3 separate regions of the Mus musculus genome follow, and all the other regions are linked to region 2. Evidence: chromatin contacts called from public Hi-C and promoter capture Hi-C data. All regions are on one chromosome and are shown on one strand. Each heading gives the region's core, a stretch centred on a gene start, on an enhancer-like site or on the middle of the called end of the contact. The rest is flanking DNA. Distances are from core to core; before and after follow the strand shown.

Region 1 (2,882 bases), core at 71-2,570, 430 kb before region 2:
TTAAAAAGCACATGATGTTTTTATAGAGGACCCTGGCTCACTTCTCCACATGGTGGCTCTCAACGATCTGTGACTCTGGTTCTAGGGGACCCAACACCCTCTTCTGACTCCTGAAGAAACAATCATTCATGTGGGTTATTTTACATTTACATACATTCAGGCGAGACATTCATACACATAAAATAAAATTAATAAATCTTAATATATATATATATATATGAAAATGCCCACAAACATGTCCCATGGGTCACCCTTGCCTGAGACCGTCCCTCCCCAAATGTGTCTAGGTTTGTGTCCAATGAGTTTTGTGTTTCACAAAAATTTAACCAGAACACCCTGCCCTTAAGAGTAAGTGAAGCAGGCCCGTGAGGTGGCGCAGCGGGCAACAAAGTTCGCTGTCATAGTTGATGGGTGACTTGAGTTCGGCCCCTGGAACCTGCATGGTAGAAGGAGAGAGCTGGCTCTATCCTCTGCATGTCCCCAACACCAACCGGAAATTAATAAGGACATTAGAAACCTAACACAGTTGGGTTTGAGTTTTACATCACTGTGGTTTTTGTTCAGATTATCCCGAGGTTAAAGGTAGATGGGCCAGATATGGTGAAGCCAGTTAAGAGGGTGTGGAGAACTCGGACATTGGTGAACAGGGAAGGAGGGGCCGGATCTAAGGGATATTTGGGAGGCTTGACTTGGAAACAGGGAGGAGTGGGGGGGGGGGGGTGCTGGCCAATCACTGAGAAGGGGAGGGTTCACCGGAAGAAGACTGGACGTGGGCGGCTCCATTGTGAGTAGAACCTCAAAAGCCATAGCCTGGTGATGCTTTCTGAAATCTCCATGTGGAGGACTGGGGGGAGAGTCAGCTGTGCAGGTCAGAAATTCAGGAGAGCGGTCTAGCCTGGAGATAAACATTTGAGAGGCGTCAGCCTGTGGATGAGGCAGAACCCCTGGGACTCAAGTGTTTCTTCAGGCAAACACAGCAGTTGCTATGGAAACGCTGAAATGAGTAGTGGAGGGATTGGGTGAGGAGTCTGACCACCTCACCCGCCATAGCTCCGTATGTTCACAACAGGAGACAGGCTATGAGGTTAGGATGCTGGCCTATGAGGGTGTGCTGAGAGATATTGCAGTCTCCCACGTGTTAAGGCCCAAAGAAAATGAAAGACAGACTAGAGAAAGGTCATAAAGCGTTTCAAAGGAGGGGACTTAGAGCAGGGAGGGGGGCCCTGGAAGAAGGTCAGTCAGAATCTACGCAGTGTCAAGCTGACTGCCACAGCGGTGCAGTCAGAACATTAAATGTCACCTGCATGGCTGGAGATTCTGGGGTAGAGAAAGGGAGCAGCAGGCTGTGGGGTTTCCATGGCAACACAGCAAAGCAAATAACCTGACACCCTCTAAGATTCAAAACACCCAGCTAGGAAAGCCAGATCCAAGCCAACGACTGGACCCGTGGGCAAAGATGCCCACCGCCATGCCTGATAACCGGGTTCGATGCCTGAGACCCACCGGTGGAAGGAGAGAACTAGTTCTCACGCGTTGTCCTCTGGCCTCCCTATGTGCACCACTCCCCTCCCACCACCACACATAAATAGATGTAAGAAAAAAATTTCTTCTTCTTCTTCTTCTTCTTCTTCTTCTTCTTCTTCTTCTTCTTCTTCTTCTTCTTCTTCTTCTTCTTCTTCTTCTTTCTCCTCCTCCTCCTCCTCCTCCTCCTCCTCCTCCTCCTCCTTCTTTTTCTTCTTCTTTTTTTTTTTGAGACAGAGTTTCTCTGTGTAGCCCTGTAACTCACTCTGTAGACCAGGCTGTCCTCGACTCAGAAATCTGCCTGCCTCTGCTTCCCAAGTGCTGGGATTAAAGGCGTGTGCTACCACTGCCCCGCTTGGAATAAAAAAAAAAAATAACCAGCAAGTATTTTCAGATTTGCAAGCAGTCTCAAAGAGCAGAAAGATAATCTCTCAAGGAACAGAAACAAGAATAAAATTATGATTGAAATATTGCAGTAGCCAACTGGTGTGCAGTTCAGCCCTAGGAAAGAAAGCTTAGACCCAGGTAAAGTTAGGAGTTTAAAAGCCTGAATAAATCCAATCCCATCCAAAGGTTAACCTTGAATGACAAGATGGGCTCAAAAGAGAACTCTCGGCCATGAGTGATGGTTTACATCCATAATCCCGACCAGAGGCAGGAGAACTTCTGTGAGTTCAAAGTCAGCCTAAGCTACCGAGTAAGATCTTGTATCAGAACAAACACAGGACTGGAGAGACGACTCAGTGGCTCAGAGCACAGGACCTCAGTTAAATGTCTAGCACCCATTTCAGACATGCATGCTTCCTGAAACTCCAGCTTCCCGGGATCTGATGCCCTCTTCTTGCCTCCAGGGGTACCCACAGAGATGTGGGATGCACTTGCTCACACACACGCACACGCACACACACACACCACACACCACACACCACACACCACACACCACACACCACACACACATAATCCTCAGAACCCATTTTTTAAAGCATCAGGTACTGTGGCAATTATTGTAATCCTAGCACTTGGGGAGGCAGAGCCTTTCACCTGCCTAGCTTTCTTGGTGAGTTCCTGGCCAATGCGAGGCCCTGCCTTGGAAAGTAAGATGAACAGTGTCTGAGAAAGAGTGCCCAAGGCTGTCTTCTGGCACCCACATGCACACACAGAAAGAGGAAAAAGGAAGGACGGATGGACGGACAGACAGATGGATGGATGGACAGAAAGAAGGAAGGAAGGGAAAACTAGGTTTGGTGGCTTGTGTGTGTGTGTGTGTGTGTGTGTGTGTGTGTGTGTGTGTGTGTTTGTCTACATAAGATTTTGCTGTGTATCCCAGGCTGACTTGAACTCACTACATAGCTCAGGTTAGC
Region 2 (2,823 bases), core at 211-2,710:
CTCCTTTTCTGTGACTTTTGCATCTTCCTTTTTACTTCTATTGTTTCTATATGCATTGTAGGTGTGTGTGTGTGTGTGTGTGTGTGTGTGTGTGTGTGTGTGTGTGTCTTGCATCTGGGTTCAGAGGCACTGGATGCCCTGGAACTGGAATCACAAGCTGTTGTAAGCCATCCGATGCTGGGAACTGAACCCAGGTCCTCTGGAAGAGCAGCGAGCGATCTTATCCACTAAGCCATAGCTCCAGGCCTGTCTTCTCATTGTCTTGATGTTGTTTGTGAGTTTGGGGTTCTTTAACAAACTGGGCTTGGCTTTGAGCTCTGTCAGAGCAATGAACTTCCCACTGCTCTCCTGTGCAGCTTTGTCCTTTCTTGTCAGAACTGTGAAATCATTCCTGTTCTCTGTTGTCCAAGTGTCTGCATGGCCGGACAATATCCCATGGAGTGACCATGAAGCACACTAGTTACCAGTGTCCTGTTGATAGGGATCTGGGCTCTTCCCAGTTGATGTGGTACTACACCAATACCACTATGAACAGCCCAAGTGATTCTGTGATGAGATCTAATTTAAAAACAATTATTTTTTAAACGAGTGAAGCCATTTAGATTGAGTTGCTACATTTGAGTGAACAGCATGCCAGGACAGGTATATGGCTGAAGCATTGATTTCTTTTCTCAGCTGCCCATTTGGACTGTGAAGCTACAGAATGTCCTGCCATTGAGTTTGCCCTGTGTCTACATTAGCCACGTGGTGTGATTTTCCACTAAGAACAATCAGAGGAGACACAGCAGGCTCACTTTACTGATTTCAAGTCGGAACACTTTTAGCAACAGAAGATGTCCTCACGGGTGGGTGCGGGCAACTGCCAAATGGAACCAATTTCTGTTTACTGCTCTCTGAATGAGAGTGTAGGAATGTCTACACTGGATTTGAAAATGGTTCTGAGATAAACTTTTCTCAGCACTGAAAACTCCAGATAAAAGAGCCAGTACAAGAGTCCCATATCGGTCTACACTATAGCTTTAGACACTCTGAGATTAAAGAACAATGGATCAAGACCCAATAAATCCAGTCTGTTGGTTGCAAGTTCCAGAGCTGGCCACACTCAGAGATGGCCACACTAAGGCAGCATGGTTGAAAAAAGGAAAACACTTTCTTTACAATTCCAGCTAAGGCTGGGTCACAAGGGTGTCTAAAGGGGCTTTGAAATAATAATAAAAAAGGTCTAACCAACACCCTCTCCCAATTAAGTGTCAGATTAATGCCCCTGTTCCCCGTCCCACTCTCTAGGGGTTATCCACCATTGTGGTGGGTGGGAGGGGTCATGAAGTTGCTAGATTTCTTCATGATTTGTAAAAATAACACAACGCAGAGGGCCAAGTATGAAGCAAGAGCTCAGCTTTTGACAGGGGTTTGCTTTGTGGTTTGGTTACTGGAACAGCCAGTGACCTTAGAGACGTTGTGCAAACACAGAAATGGAGGAGGAGGGGAAGGAGGAGGAGGAGGAGAAGGAGGAGGAGGTGGTGGTGGTGGTGGTGGGATAAAACCCCTGAGGCATAAAGGGCTCGGCCGGAGTCAGCACAGCCCAGCCCTTCCAGAGAGAGGCAAGAGAGGTCCACGATGAGGTGAGTCCACAGCCCACGCTTCCCACTTTGAGTACACCGAGTATAAGTCTACGGGGAGAGGTGAGAAGCTGGGATGCAGGAACCAGGCTGATGAGCTAACCTTCTGTGGGAGTTAAGCCTGCAGCCTGCAGGCCACACACAGCTGAGGACAACTGTGAACGCAGTGCAACACAGAACTGCTGTATACTTACCTAAAGCATTAGGAGATTTTTTTTTTTTTTTTGGTCTTGTAACTTGACTATGCACTTTGAGTGTGAATCTTGTCATGCTAAAATTTTAGTGACACCATCAAGGTGACCACTTTTTTTTTTTTTAATCAAAATAGAAAGACTTTGAAGGTAGCGAAAAGACTAGAAGCACAGTGTTCAGAAGAACTTCCTGACTGGTCAGCATGTGCAGGCAACTGGGTAGCATTTAAGTGTGGTCTGTGTACCAATGATGGCCACAGTCATAGGTTAGGAAGACAGACAGTTTTCTGGCATTCTTGGGCTTGATATGCAATCCTTTAAAGGCAAATACCTATGAAGTAATAGGAACAACCACATATGATACGGTATGTATGTATGTATGTATGTATGTATGTATGTAGCATGTATGTATGCATGCATGTATGTAGCATGTATGTATGTAGCATGTATGTATGTATGTATGTAGCATGTATGTATGTGTGTATGATGTGTGTATGTATGTAGCATGTATGTATGTATGTATGTATGATGGTGCACACCCAGGGATTCCAAAAGCTGAGGCAGGGTGAGTCTGGGAGTTCAGGAGTTTGCGAAAAGCCTAGGCAAAGAATGGGACTGTGACTTAAGAACAACAACAGCGACTATGACAAATTAAACATCAAAACCACCTTTTTATTATGGGAAATTTCCAAAAGTGAGAATAGCAAAATAAACTATAGCCGTCATCTTTAAGTTAGTTACAGTGTCCTAACAATGTCTTCATAGCCCGGTACTTAATGGATGGGAGCAGAGGCCTCCCCTCGCAGGACCTCGGGGGTCACCACTGTGCCCTGGGCCTCCTCTCCACTCCACTCTTTTCCCACCTCCCACTTCTCAGCTTTTTTTTGAGATAGGCACAGCACAGGCTGTGGTCAAAGCCCCGATCCTCCTGCCTCTGTGCCAGAGTGTGGAGAGCTGGGATGGCACATATACTGCCACACTGGCGGTGCTTTCCTTCCTCTGTCACAGTGGTC
Region 3 (3,002 bases), core at 77-2,576, 410 kb before region 2:
TGGCAGCACATGAGAGCGGGAGGTCAAGTGGCCCGAACTCACCAATTGACAGAGAGATCACGGTTTTGTTCGGATTCGGCTTCACCTTCATGTTGTCCACAATGGCTCGGATGGGATTGAAGGTTTTATTGGACATGTCAGAGGGCCTCACATTCCACCTGGCCTTCCTGCCCTTCGCTCTCCCTTGCACCGAGCTTCTCCCGCCAATATTGACGCGAACATCCAGCACTGAAGGTAGGCTGTCATTGACATTCGTCTGGATTACGTAGGAGTCCATGGCTCACAAAGCCTACAGGGAAAAAAAGAGACGTCCCTGTAAGGCTAAGATGGGGAGTTGGGGAGCTGTGTTTAGACCTAAGCAGGGGTGACCTCACACATGCATCTCTCTAATGCTTTTATATGATTTCACTTGTAAGACAGCTTTGGATATGAATAGGAGTGGGGTTTAAGAATGTCTTGCAGAGATAGAAAATATAGGAGCAACTCATTTTCAAAATTATCAGGGAGCATTTAATTGAATATTTATCTACTACAAGTAGGATTGTTTTTTTTCCACTTGTCTTTGGCATGGGTGTGTACTTGTGCATACACATGTTCCACTACAAATGTGTGGAGGTCAGAGGACAACCTCAGGTTGCAGTCCTCACCATCCGCCTCATCTCACTGTGGGTTCTGGCATTACAGATGTGTACCGCCACATCTGACTTTACATGGGTCCTAGAGATCCGAATTCTAATTCTTGCCCTTGGATGACAAGGGCTTTTCCTGCTGGGTCAGCTCTCAGCCTTGTGGGATTTTCTATATGCAACTCTAACCCTATGCTCTGAGTTAAACCGAGAGAAAAAAAAAAATGACAGGAGAGTATTCATCAAAGCATGTGGGCTACCATCTCGCCCCCGAGAAAGGGTCTTCCCAGTACCTTAGCCTGGGCATCTTGGCAAGACCAAAAACTCAAAAACTGTAAAACTAAGGCAGTGGAGCACTTGGCTAGCAGAGCCAGGACCTATGTTCAATCATAATACCATTAAGGAAAGAGAGAGGAAGGGAAGAAGGAACAGAGAGAGAGAGACAGAGACAGACAGACAGACAGACAGACAGACAGACAGATGAATATTGATGCTAGTTAAAGTAAGGACATGTCAGATAAGCATCCCAGCCCTGGGCAGAAAAAGCCAGAATATCAGAAAGAAAGCCAGGAGCATCGCAATCACCATCACAGTGCAGAGAACCTCCGGGATTACCTTCCTCGTCCAGGCAAAGCAGTCTCCAAGCAGCCAAACCTATAAGGCCCACGAGCGCTCCTCCACCAAGTCCTCTGATGATGAGTTCAGGTGCGGTCCTGACCCTTGAAATAGTTTCAGCCAATGGGCGTTGGGCCTGAAGCCCTTATGCTATTGGTTGAGAGTGAGGACTAAGCCCCTCCCCTGGACCTCCCCCCACTCCCCCCCCCCACACTCTGCTGTTTCTCACCCCAACCCTGGGCCACCATCCAATCTGGGATTTGTCCACACATCACGTTATCTGGAATTCTCTGTGTTAACTCTTTCTGGTCATTTGGTGAGCTGTTTCAGGAAACTGTGGAGGGCAGTTGGGGTGACAGCGATTAACTTTATTGTCCTTATTTTGTTATGAAAACTATTGTGTTAACAGTACAGAAATGCATTAAAATGAGGGTCCTTCTGGTAGTGCTTTCTCTGTGCACTCCAGTCTCACTCCTGGACATGGGCAATGATAAGAGCTTGGTTGACTATTCATCTACTGCATGTGGGATTTGCTATGGACAATGGGAATCTCCACAAAAATTCAACCGCACTCCAAGGAAAAACAAATTAAAAAATTCCATCAAATAGGTTAGTATAAGGATAGATAAATAGATGCAGAGATAAATGAATACGTGATTTAATAAATTTTCAAAGCACAGATAGAATCACGCGCTCATTTGACAGTGGGCATTTATCATTGCCATTGTCGTCGTCGTCGTCGTCATAGTCGTTGTTGTTACTTTGTCCTGTGCCTTGATCCCCTTTACTTGGCATACCACAGAGGTCTGGACTCCATTTAGAACAAAATGGGAAGTTAAAACAAATTAATAATCCATCAAGAAACAAGGCAGCCAAATTCTCTGCAGCTTAATTTTCATTAGGGTACAAAACTGTTCAGGAATGCAGTGAGTTGAAGGATCTGAAGTCTGAAGTTTTTAATTTTTTCTTTAAAGAATAGGAAATTCTCAGAGCAGCTTGTATTTGATCACAAAGTTAACAATGGAACTAACAACACTAGTGGTAGAATCTCTCTCCTATGCTGAAACACACACTCTGATTCCTGGACCACACCTGCTCCTTGCTCCCTCAACAGGCACCATCCACCAGAGGCGCTAGACTAATATTTGCGTAGCAGTGTCTCTGCGCATGTGCAGTGCTCCAATCACCACACTTTGCAGGCCTACAACGTCTACTTCCTGCCGTGGGCCTGAAAAGGCAGAGTACTATTTAGATGCACAAGGCTCACATCACACTGGGCACGACAGAGCTCTAGTGCCCAAAGACACGTATCACTATCACCTCCAATAAAAGCTACGGCATGCAGAGATGCTTCATAAAACACAGGTGTTGCCAGAGTCCTGCTGTGCACTTTCTTGTGGACATTAGGACATTGGGTGTCTTCCTCAGTCACTTTCCACCCCACCCCACCCCACACACCCCTTTTTGATATAGGGAATTGAACCAAAGCAAACGCCTCACCACTGAGTTGTACCTCTAGCCTCTCCGCTTAGTTTAGAGTTGCATGGTCTCATATAGCAGCCACAATCATAATTGACTTTTGATCCTTGAAATGTGGCTGATCTTTAGATGAGATGTTTCGTTCATATAATCACGTTCTGGAGACTTAGTGTTAAAAATGCCAACTACCTCATTAATTTTATACTGATTGCACGTTGAAAGATTCTTTGACATTTTGAATAAAGCCATAAAAACTCTTTTCAAAGCCTGATGAGATTGCTC

What was found. Promoter capture Hi-C pulls out the DNA fragments that hold promoters and counts their contacts. Hi-C and Micro-C count contacts between places; a contact is called where the count stands out from the background.
Region 1: a contact with region 2 is called in a promoter capture Hi-C map of liver. The contact joins the promoter of 1700064F23Rik here to the promoter of Hp in region 2. A contact is called at or near these places in 3 of 39 promoter capture datasets (liver and pre-B cells), 5 of 484 Hi-C or Micro-C datasets (the G1E-ER4 cell line, embryonic stem cells and liver) and 1 of 9 other capture datasets (liver).
Region 3: a contact with region 2 is called in a Hi-C map of liver, with 6 times the contacts expected there. The contact joins the promoter of Tat here to the promoter of Hp in region 2. A contact is called at or near these places in 3 of 39 promoter capture datasets (embryonic stem cells and liver), 4 of 484 Hi-C or Micro-C datasets (all in liver) and 1 of 115 datasets of contacts at active chromatin or transcription factors (hepatocytes).

Annotation. Positions count from the first base shown.
Region 1 is chr8:110,004,963-110,007,844 of GRCm38.p6, reverse strand. It overlaps 1700064F23Rik (a long non-coding RNA gene), which reads right to left and starts at 1,320. Exons shown (of 3, transcript XR_879187.1): 1 at 1,042-1,320; 2 at 754-895; 3 at 319-436.
Region 2 is chr8:109,577,809-109,580,631 of GRCm38.p6, reverse strand. It overlaps Hp (haptoglobin), which reads left to right and starts at 1,460. Exons shown (of 5, transcript NM_017370.2): 1 at 1,460-1,622. The coding sequence starts at 1,618.
Region 3 is chr8:109,988,760-109,991,761 of GRCm38.p6, reverse strand. It overlaps Tat (tyrosine aminotransferase), which reads right to left and starts at 1,326. Exons shown (of 12, transcript NM_146214.3): 1 at 1,242-1,326; 2 at 43-289. The coding sequence starts at 277.